Regions from separate parts of the Urocitellus parryii genome. Here region 2 is linked to region 1. Evidence: chromatin contacts called from public Hi-C data. All regions are on one chromosome and are shown on one strand. The core of a region is the stretch at or near the end of the contact, and the rest is flanking DNA. Distances in the headings are between cores, read along the strand shown. Region 1 holds the start of Arhgap25 (Rho GTPase activating protein 25). Region 2 holds the start of LOC113181584 (gastrokine-3-like).

Region 1 (5,196 bases), core at 1,420-3,919:
CTTCAGCTCTCTGAGATGGAGTGCAGCACAGAGTCTCCCCCACTCTCAGACACTTTTGCTTTCACTCCGGCCCTGGATCAGCACTCAGGGTTAAGGGGAACTGGAAACTCAAGAGAAGACAGGGCCCTTTCTTGGGCAACACGGTGGGTCAGTGTCTTGTTACTTCCCCAGCATGTGTCCATCCTGGTGGTCTTTCTGAGCTACTGTCTATCCTCCTGAAGTCGTATTTTAATAAAAAAACTTCCTAAAAATCAAGCTAGAGAGTGTATCATGAGGTGATTTGTGGGTTCCAATTTCAAGTGACCTTATGATCACCCCTTTTTGTGATCCTCTAGGGACACTATCACCCCCACTCCATGCCTCAGGATATATTTAACAATGTCTAGAGACATTTTCCAGTTGACACAATGGTTGATGAAAGAGAGGTGCTACCACCTAGTGGGCAGAGGCCAGGGACACTGCTAAATATCTTATAGTGCATAGGACAGCCCCTACCACAATGAATTACCCAGCCAAAAATGTCAACAGTGACCAGGCTGAGAAACCCTGATCTACTCCTTATGACCCAGACTGGAAAAATGAAAGATCATTGGCTTCCCTGACATGACTCCCAATTCCACAGGTCCTCCTAATGGAGGTGGCTTCTTTAACTATTAAGCTAGTTCCTACTGTTGCACCTGGACACAGGATGCTGAAGAGGAGCCCAGGGTCTGTAATTGAGTCAGAGACTCTCTTCTTTCTGAGAATTCAGCTCATGATCTGGATTCTAGTTAATACCACCACATTGGTGAAATGCAGTTGCACAGTAGTCCAGTCCCTCGGGGCAACAAACTTGTTGACGCCATGGATAATGTTAAAGGCTCCTCTAAATTTCATTATCATTACTTTTTTCATTAAAACAAAATACTAAGTAATATCATCTGGTAGTCCAACTTTATTCAGTCAACAAATATTTCTTGTGTGACCAGATAGCAGAGTACCTAGTACCTGGACTAACTGAATGATAACTCTCCAAGGCTAGTATACTTGAACCACCGCACCTGCAGCAGTTCATCATCTGATGAGTTCTTGTTAAAATGCCAACTCCTGAGCCTCTCTGCAGAGATTCTGACTTCATGCATCAGGATGGGGGCCCAGGAGTTTATAATTGTTAGCCAACACTTGAGATGACTGAGAAGAAGGGTATCCATGGAACCCCACTTTAAGAAATGCTGGTAGAAATCATGAAATCCACACAGACTAATCCTAGGCTTGAGAATCTAATGTGGTAATTTTCTATATTCCTGGGGGGGGGGATCACTTACCTAGGAATTTTCTCAAGTTTTCCATTTTTAAACGGAGGGAGAGTAAAACCCCAATACCTGCTCAAACACAGATAGTGAGAGAGCAGAATGACCTTATGTAAGGAGAAGCAGGACATTTCCAAAGGAACAGAGCTATTGGAGTTCTACCTTGAAAATGAATTTTTATGACATAGAGTGAGCATTGGCCAAGTATATTTACTTCAACAGGAAAAAGAGCTCTTGCTTATGTAAGAGATACAAACAGTACCTATTCCTATTCTCTGAAATGACTTCAGCAGAAGATGATGCCCACTTGATTAGGGAGCACCAGTCCTCCCTAATTTCCAAGACAAGTGGTTTCTCTGAGTACTCAGTTTTCTTTCGAACCCTTTTTCAGTCACTCCCCACTAGTGACTTTTCAATAGAACACTTATTTTAGTAGCATGCCAACTGCATGCTACTAACCTTAAACTTGCTCCAAGCAAGACTTACAAGCTGTTACAAACACCTTAACATTTCTCTATGTCCAATATTAAGGACGTTATCTCACTATTTGGAATATGTGTATAGATATAAAGGCATCACTAAATGCTACCCTGAATTACTGTGATCAGTTTAATCATATAATACATTTACATAAAGACTATCATGATAACAAATAAAAGATGAAGATTAATGTATCATCATCGCTAGAGGGAAAGGTGTGAACTAAAGGTCGGATTATCTTAGAATTATCCCTTAAGATAACTAATTAAAAACACTTTTCTGAGTTCCCTTCCATTCTGTTCCTTTAGAGACCTTCAAATGTCTCTGTCTTGTCCTCTCTGTCTACTTTTTGCTACAGGTAGCCCCACAGTGCCCCCCCCCCGGGGGGGGCTTACAAAACAGGATACTGTTGAGCTTACTCACTGATGGAGGCTTTCAGAAGACTGTAGCCTTCCGACTCCTGCTAAAAGCCATTCAAAATGTGGATGAGTTTTCAAACCAGAGGGAAATGGCTCTTCCGTGATATACAGAGAAAAATTCAGTTTGTGTGTGATCTGGAGCCTACCACCAACCAAAGAACCCCAATCTCATACACCAAGGAGCTCCATTTCTCCACGATTTCCAGAAGAAAAAGGACTCTCCCTCCCGCCCCACATTTTGGTGGAACTTGGTGTCAGCGTATTAATTTGAATGCAAATTTCCTGCCCCAATCTCAAATTTGCTGCAAGATCCATGTTTAAGTCGACTTGGCTCCCGGCAAACCAACATGCAAATAGGGGGGGGGGTTCAAGTACAAGAACCACAGCGGCAATGAAAAGACACGTGGGCCATACCTATTTTTGCAGCCTCCATTTTCAGGTTGAAATCCCAGTTCCTTGGCAGCTTGAGGGACATTTTGCTTTCGGTTTGGGTGAGTAACTGGTGAAGCAGCCAGTCTGTCCCAGTTGGTGCCCTTCTGGACTTTTCGATCTCGTCCTCTGCCTTGTCTTTTCCCCCCTTAATGTTCGTTTCGCAAGCCGGGGTTAGGTTTGAAGTTGATCTGCAACGTGTCTCCTCCTTTCTCTCAGATGCAAGGTCCATCCATCTGTCAGTTGGGGATGGCACCCAAACTCCCCTCGTCCCCCACCCACAGTCTTCCAGGGACTGATACCTGCTTTCCTTCTTTCAGTTTTAGCGGAAATATCCCAGGTGACACTTGGCTCTGAGCTGTGGGGAGCAGAGATCCTGTTCGAAAGAATCTCAGGCCTCACTGAGGCAAAGTTGTAATAAACAACCGCTCCTCTCAGCTTTTTTTTTTTTTAACTGTCTGCTTCCTTGCATTTGAGGAAGTGGGTGCTGCTCAGTGTGGAGGATGCAGGAGGAGCACACTTTCTTGAGAAAATCCTTTGGGGAAATGCTTGTCAAGCTGGAACGAAAGCATCTGTGACATAAGGCTACAGTTTTACTGAAAGGAAAAGCAAAATCCCAAGATCCTTCACCATATTCTTCTACTGTGTTCTCCTCACCTAAAGGATCAAGCATCCCCAGGTAGCCTGTAGACAGCCAGCATTCTGCCAAAGTTACCTTCTTTAAAATCCTTCTTGTGTAAGGATCATATAATCAGCTCTCTGCCTGCACAGGGTAAAGATTTCTACCAGCCAGATGTAGGAAGGGTTTGGTATATTGAGTCAGTAAGTCAATTTCAGCAGGTAGACCCCCTCAAATATTCCTCAATTATTTGGCATTGAATCCAGGGGGTGTGTTTCAGAATCAGACCAACATGGATTCAAAACTCAGTTTTTCTACTTTCTAGCTCTACAACTTCTAACAAGCAATTGAATCTTTCTGAACCTCACTGTCATTAGAAAAAAAAATGAGGTAGCTATAGCTGTATAAAAATTTTGCAAAGACGTCTAATACAGACCTTGACACACAGTGGTTATACCACAAACATTGTTTCTATCCTTATTCTATTTAGTTCTGTGACAGGCTTTCATGTATTTAACTGGGTCAGCCTAACCAATAGTGGTTAGGCATTTGGGCCCTGGAACCAGACTGCCTATGTTCAAGTCTTAGCTTTATCAAGTTCCTAGCTGTGTGACTTTGGAACCAGTTCTTGACCACTCTGTGGTTCAATTTTCTCATTTGCAAATGAAGCAAATAATAAAACCTGCTTCCTAGGGCTGTTAGAGAGCAGGTACAAAGCACTCAGAATGATCACTGCTGCCCAGCAGATGAGTTATGCATTCTTGGCCCATATTCATTCTTCAGTCCCCTGGGTGACTCTCATACTTTCTTCTTCACCTCCCACATGCTTACTCTGTTGATGATCTGGCTTCCTGTCTCATTAAGAAAACTGGTGCAACTGGACATGAACGCCTACAAGTTCCCCCCACCAATCCACCTACCTACCCACATGTGAGCCTGTGTGCTCAACCTGCTGCAGTGGATAAACCCTCTCCGATGGCTTCCCCAGCCCTACTGCACCCTCATGTTCCTCTCTTTCCTGGATCTTTCCCATCAGTATTCAACTTATTCATTTTATCCCATCTTTTCAAGAATCTCTTAATGCCACTTCTTTGACTGTAGCCCCATTTCTCTCCTTCATTTCTGAGCAAAGCTTTGGTAAGAGTTGTCAACATTTGCAAATGTCTTTCCTTTTACTTTCTTCTAATTCTCCCTGTTGATGTAGTTGTCCCAATACTCTGCAGTATATCTTCTCATCAAAGACACTGGTGACTTTTCTGTCACTAATCTCTGAGGTCAGTTCTCCATCCTCATCTTGCTGACCTGTCAGTAGTGTTGACCACTTTCTTCAGATCTGAGCTCTCTTTCCATGTGGCTTCTGGAAGCTATGACTGGCCTGATTATCTGCCTGCCCTCTGGCTGCTCTCCTGAGTCCTTGCTGATTCCCTGATTTCTAAATACTGGTAGAAACCAAGATTCATTCAGTGGACTTCTTTTCCATCCCTACTCACACCTAAGTGAGCTGGTCTATCGTAAGACTTTAGACACCATGTATCTACAATCACTGCTTGTAATTTTCCAGCCCAGATCACCCTCTGAACTCTAAATCTCTGCTTTGCTCTCTAATAGCGATCTCAAGCTAAACTTGTTGAAAACATATCTAGAGACCAGGCTGAAGGAGCCGTGGTGACCTGGGGCATATTCTTCCATTGGAAATGAAAGAAACATGAGACTGAAGAACCACTCAAGTGTATTTCAAGCCTCTGCTTCCATCCTGTCTACTTGCATTCCATTAGCCAACACGGGTCACATGGCCAAGTTCAAAGTCACCAAGGCAGGAAGTGTGCACAAGTGCTAAGGGGCAGGCAGAGGGGGAGAAAGGAAGGGCAGGAATGCTTGCAGATCAAGGCTTCGATCCATCTCACCAACTCAGTATACCCAGCTGCCCTCAGCTCCCCAGCAGTGCTAGATTCTTCTGACC
Region 2 (5,312 bases), core at 2,128-4,627, 180 kb before region 1:
CAGCTCTCCAGGCCTAGTGGCACTGTCCCCTGCTATTTTTGCTAGAGAGGGTTCACTCCCCAGGAATCCCCTTGGGCACTCTGCAGCCACTAAGAGACAGGTGGGCCCAGAAGCACAAGGAGTTAGCTCTGGTAAAACCATTCAGTTGAAGGTCCTGTTCTGCCACTCAGCAGTCATCAGGGTACTCAGTGGCCTCCCTGCTTATCAATTTCTTCATCCATAAAGCAGAAATAATGACTCCATTCCTACAGTGTTGTCATGGAGATGACAGGGTGAAACGAGATGCTAGCTGCTTGTGAGAGCATTGGCAAGTTTACTGAGTACTTGCTGAAGGTACAGGGCTATTAGGAGTTCTGGATCCAGACCAATAGACTTAGAATCTAGCACCAGGCCTGCCCTGGGTATCCGCTTTTGTATGGCCCTGGGCCTGTCATTTGGTCTCTCTAGACATGGATTAGAGATGCAGACTCTTGCAGCTGTATCTGACTAAGGCCCATGGTGAATCCTCTCCAGCAATGGTGTTGACTTCCTGTGCTCTGTAGAGTGTGCAGCTGTGGAATATTTTATTGAAGAAAAGTTTCCACGGCTTTCAGTATCGATGATGATCACTAGACTGTGTGCCCTCTAGGAGGATTCCAGAGAGGTCTCCTAGAAGGAATCGGGAATGGGCTAGGTGAAGAGTGGAGGAAGGGTCAGGAGAGAGAACATGGTGGGGATGGGTGAGAGTAGAGGGGACGCCTGGGGTCAGGGCTCCATCCTGAACTGTCCAGAGTGGCTGGAGAGAACGTGACAGAAGTGGGTGGGGGAAGGCCTGGATGGCAGAGGGCATGAAGAGTGTGAGCTTTTACTTCAAAGCCCTGCCAGGGTGGCAAGGCAGTTGTTGAAGCTGTTTTGCAGATATGGCAACTAAGGCCCACAAGGCAGAGTGAGGTTCCTGAGATGAAGGTGCTTTTCTATAAGAGAGCAAACCCAAGGACATGGGTGCTCCCTTCCTGATCTTGCCTCTTTCTGCTAGCACTTGGTACTCAAAGAGATGGCAAGGTGCAGCCAGATTTCGAAAAAGAAAAAGAAAAAAGAAAGAAAGAAAGAAATACATTGCTCTTCTTTAGAAATAGACAATAAAACCTGGAGTCAAGACAAAATAACTTTCATAGCATATCTCAGTTACAAGACATGAGGGTTCTTTATGTGGCCTTCTTAGGATTTTGGCAGCCATATACAGTCAACAACTCACAGAAACCCAAAGGGATGCAGGAACCCCAGACCAGTCTCCTACATTCTCTGGCTCATAAAGAAGACACTGCACCTTCAGTAAAGCTGGTCCCTTACCTAAAGGCATGCATTTCTATTGAGGACCTAAACCTGGAGAAGGCAAATGAAGACAGTGTCCTCTTCTCTCTGGAAAAGCATTGAGCTACATTTGGGACCAGACAAGACTTCCTGTGGCATTGTAATGAATGTGTTTCACATCTTACATTCTTGTAGTCCAAGATTCCATCCCATTGACTCAAAACATTGTTGTCTCGGATGCTGACCGTACCTCGGAAGGCGTTGATATGGATGAGTTGGGTCCCAACAGATCCATCCAGAGGATGGCTGTCACTGATGTTCTAGAGAAAACCAAGCAACAGTGAGAAGAGTCAAAAGCCCAGAGTATTCTGTAAGTTGAAGGGTGACCCATATGAAATTTGAGGGATGTCACTCTGATTATCACCTTGGAAATATTTCTGCCCAAAGGGGACTAGACAGATGGGACCCTCTTCACTCGACTTACCCTGAGGGCCAGAGATGGAGTTAGGAAGAAGACCACGAGTATGGAAGATGCAGTCTGAAATGGGAACAAATACCAATGCACTTTTTCTTTAACTTCAGATGACAGTCCACAGTCTCAGGCACTGCTGGGGCAGAGCCTCCTTAAAGTGATTTATAATTTTCACTGTCTCTCATGCCCACAGGGCTCCAGTGTGTACCAGGAGACAAGTTCAATATGGTTGAATGGGGTATTCTGGCTTCTCAGGAGGCAAAGCTTTATCATTCACTCAAAAACACTTACTGGTTTGCTTCTGCAATCAATCATTGGGATGAATATTAGGCAATCTGACAGACCTGCATACAGGGTCTGTCCGATTGCCTAACAATCTGCACACAGGGTAGGGCCATCCTAGGCCAAATGTAATAGTAGTCACAATTCCAGGCCTCCGTCTCCTTTAGCTGCACCTTCTTCTCTACTTCCAGCCACTGGTCTAGATCGTTATCCAAACCCCAAATTACATTTTTGGTCCTGCCTTGCCCTATGCACCCACTTAGAAACAGATATCCTATTGATTTCCTTTCCTCTGGATTCTCTCAGCTTGCTTAAAAATAAAAGACCAATCGCCAGTTATTTTTACCTTATTTTGAATAGATTGTATTCAAATGTGACCAGTTCTTAAAATACTGGTTGCTGATCATTTCCTTTCTGGGTGGCCTGGCTTGCCATACAGGTATTTCAGGCATCAGAGAAGAAGTGAAAGAGAATTAGTTGGGGGTGGCAATAGGCTAAGGTGAGAAAATGGAGCAATGAACCCTTCCCTATATTCCACAGCTCATTATCTGATATATTCAGACTCACTTGGCTCAAGTGCACTTCCACATCAGCTGGACTTGACAGGCACTGCCCCTCTCCCCCATCCCCATGACAGCCCATGAAATACTCCAGGGGCAATTCCTACAGTAAAAGGTGAGATATGTCTTTGAAGAAGAAGTCAATAGCTAATCGACGAACAGTAATCATAGTGTGGTGAGGTCAGTCAAGGAGATAATGGAGATGCAGATGACAAAATTACTGATGCCATATATAATATACATCTGAAGATTTCCTGTACTGGCAATTTGTAAATAAGATAAACTCAGGAAGACAGGACCTTAAAATATGCACCAACCCAATGCCGAAAGAGTCCTGAAACTTAAGAAATTGGTTATTAGTTTCCTTGGTGAAGACTCTTCTTTCAGATACTAAAAAACAGAATGGTAGCCAAGCCCAGTGATGCATGCCTATAATCCCAGCGGTTCAGGAGGCTGTGGCAGGAGGATCAAAAGTTCAAAGCCAGCCTCAGCAACTTAGAGAGGCACTTAGCAACTGAGCAAGACCCTGCCTCTCTCTACATATGGGCTGGGGATGTGGCTCAGTGGTTAAGCACCTCTGGGTTCAATCCTCAGTATAAAAAAACAAAACAAAAACCCAGAATGGTATGTGCCAAAATAAGATTTGAAAATTCTATTTGGATTTAATTGGAAGAGTCCAGTAGGGTAGAGGAGAACTTCTCACTAGCTATTTTATGTTCCGAGGGTAAAACTACTTATTTAAAATTAGAAAATGTACTTACAAGGTGTTTCATGTTGTCTCTCTCTCTCTCAGACCTTGTGCAACTGCTTTCATAATAGGATTTTGTATGTCCCACTTAATTCTAAATCTGGTTTATATAGCCCTAGACTTTGCAACTATTGCCATAATAAGGGTATGTGGGAGTAGCTAACCATGATCCAAATACCACTTGGGAGAGAGAGAAAGTTTATGTAATTATACTTATCACTTTTCTTTGAGTTCATCTAAGTATTTTCCTTTCTTCCTGATACCACCACCGGTTCCAAGGCAAACATAGGAAATGAAGGAGGCCTTGTGGGCTGGCATATCCATGACCTTAACTGCTAAGGTAAGGATTACAAACAGTAGACCTGCACAAAATGACCCAGATACACAATCAATGAGCTCACTGTTTCTACTTGTCAATTTCTGAAGTTTTTTTTTTAATTATTATGTTTAATAACAGGGTGGTTGGGAGAAACCTTATGAAGCCCAAAGAGGCAGACTGAGTTCAATTAAGATTAAACTGGTTGAAAATCAATCTGGTCCAGCTCTTCATCCAAACCCCAAAGCACATGGTTTGCACTGCCCTCTGCCCACCCAACAAGCTGACCTAAGTTCACCTCTTCCAACATCTGCCTCTGGTTGACTTTCCTGATATTCTGAAATTTTATTCTCATTATAGGACTCTCTCCTCCCAGCTTTCATTTCAGGGTGTTGTTTTTTTTTTCCATAAAGGACACTTTGACCGGCCCAGAACCCTTGATACATGGGGAACCGTGACCTTCATGTTACAAGTTAAGCACCAATTTAGGACTTTTCACACATTGTCTTCATTTTCCTTAAGTTCTGATGTGGTGGCCCAGTGACCTGGATCAAATACCTTAAGGTGAGAACTAAACTGATATTTTTTTATGAGAGAAGAAGAGCTAATCAGGTGAGGCTGGCACTGGAGTGATCCAAGAGGAAAGATAGGCAGCTCAGTCCTTACTTAATGCAATTGGCCATAGTACTTTGAATAGATGGACATGGTCATCCAGGGCTCAGATAATATCATTCTCATATCTCCATTGCTCTCAGTACTTTAAAAATTTACAAATGATATATTCAACCATTATTGACTAAGTAAGTAAAATGGATTAAAAGGATAACTTTTAGAGACTAACAAAAAGTGCTGTGCTATGTCTCTAAATAGGTAATGACAATAAGGGAGAAATAAAAGTTAAGCCATTTTTATTTTAGCCCAGGGAGTTTGTGAGAAGCTTAATAGAGCCATCAAATTTCGAAGGAAGAAGGGATCATGAATTGTCATGTGGATTCGCTAATGAAAACTTTGTAGGAATCAGGAAGGATGGTGATTCTTAGAAAATCAAAAGGATGTATAAATCACCTTACAACTTATAAATCAACTTCATAGTCATGATTTTATTTGCTCCTTATTACAACTCTATGGGTTAGGAGGAATAGTAAATGCTAATCCATTTTTACAAATGAGGATATGCAGTCAATAGATTAACAAGTATACATGAACTAAGTTCAATTTCCAACTCTGCATTAATCAGATCTATTATTGCAGAGCTAAAATTTGAACTTGAGTTTCTGGACCTTGAAGTTTCTAATTATGGGCAGTTCCCCCACCAAATGTAAGGCCTTTTGGAGTTTGTTAGCTTCAGAACATAGATTAAAAGAGCAAGGATCCCGGTGGAACAAATGATCTGCTTTTATGTCCCTATATATAGTTTTCTGTTTTTCAGAAACTATGTTGAGCAACTAATTTTGTTGGAGTCTCTCTTGATGCAAATGGAAAGAAACCAAGAGTCATTCAAGTTGCAGACAACCAAGTGCCATGCCTCTTGCCCTAAGTTCAGGTGTAAGGAGTGAAGGATCCAGAGTTAAAGGAAGCTGTATCGTAGTGAGAGAACCAGCAGGTGGTTCCAAATGAGCCTCCAGTCCTGGAAAGATCTGAAAT

What was found. Hi-C and Micro-C count contacts between places; a contact is called where the count stands out from the background.
Region 2: a contact with region 1 is called in a Hi-C map of muscle, with 4 times the contacts expected there. The contact joins the promoter of LOC113181584 here to the promoter of Arhgap25 in region 1. A contact is called at or near these places in 2 of 2 Hi-C or Micro-C datasets (liver and muscle).

What each region holds. Positions count from the first base shown.
Region 1 is chr12:87,500,807-87,506,002 of mUroPar1.hap1, reverse strand. Arhgap25 (Rho GTPase activating protein 25) reads right to left here and starts at 2,669. Exons shown (of 11, transcript XM_026387243.2): 1 at 2,603-2,669. The coding sequence starts at 2,663.
Region 2 is chr12:87,677,702-87,683,013 of mUroPar1.hap1, reverse strand. It overlaps LOC113181584 (gastrokine-3-like), which reads right to left and starts at 3,377. Exons shown (of 6, transcript XM_026387161.2): 1 at 3,366-3,377; 2 at 1,775-1,828; 3 at 1,476-1,610. The coding sequence starts at 3,377.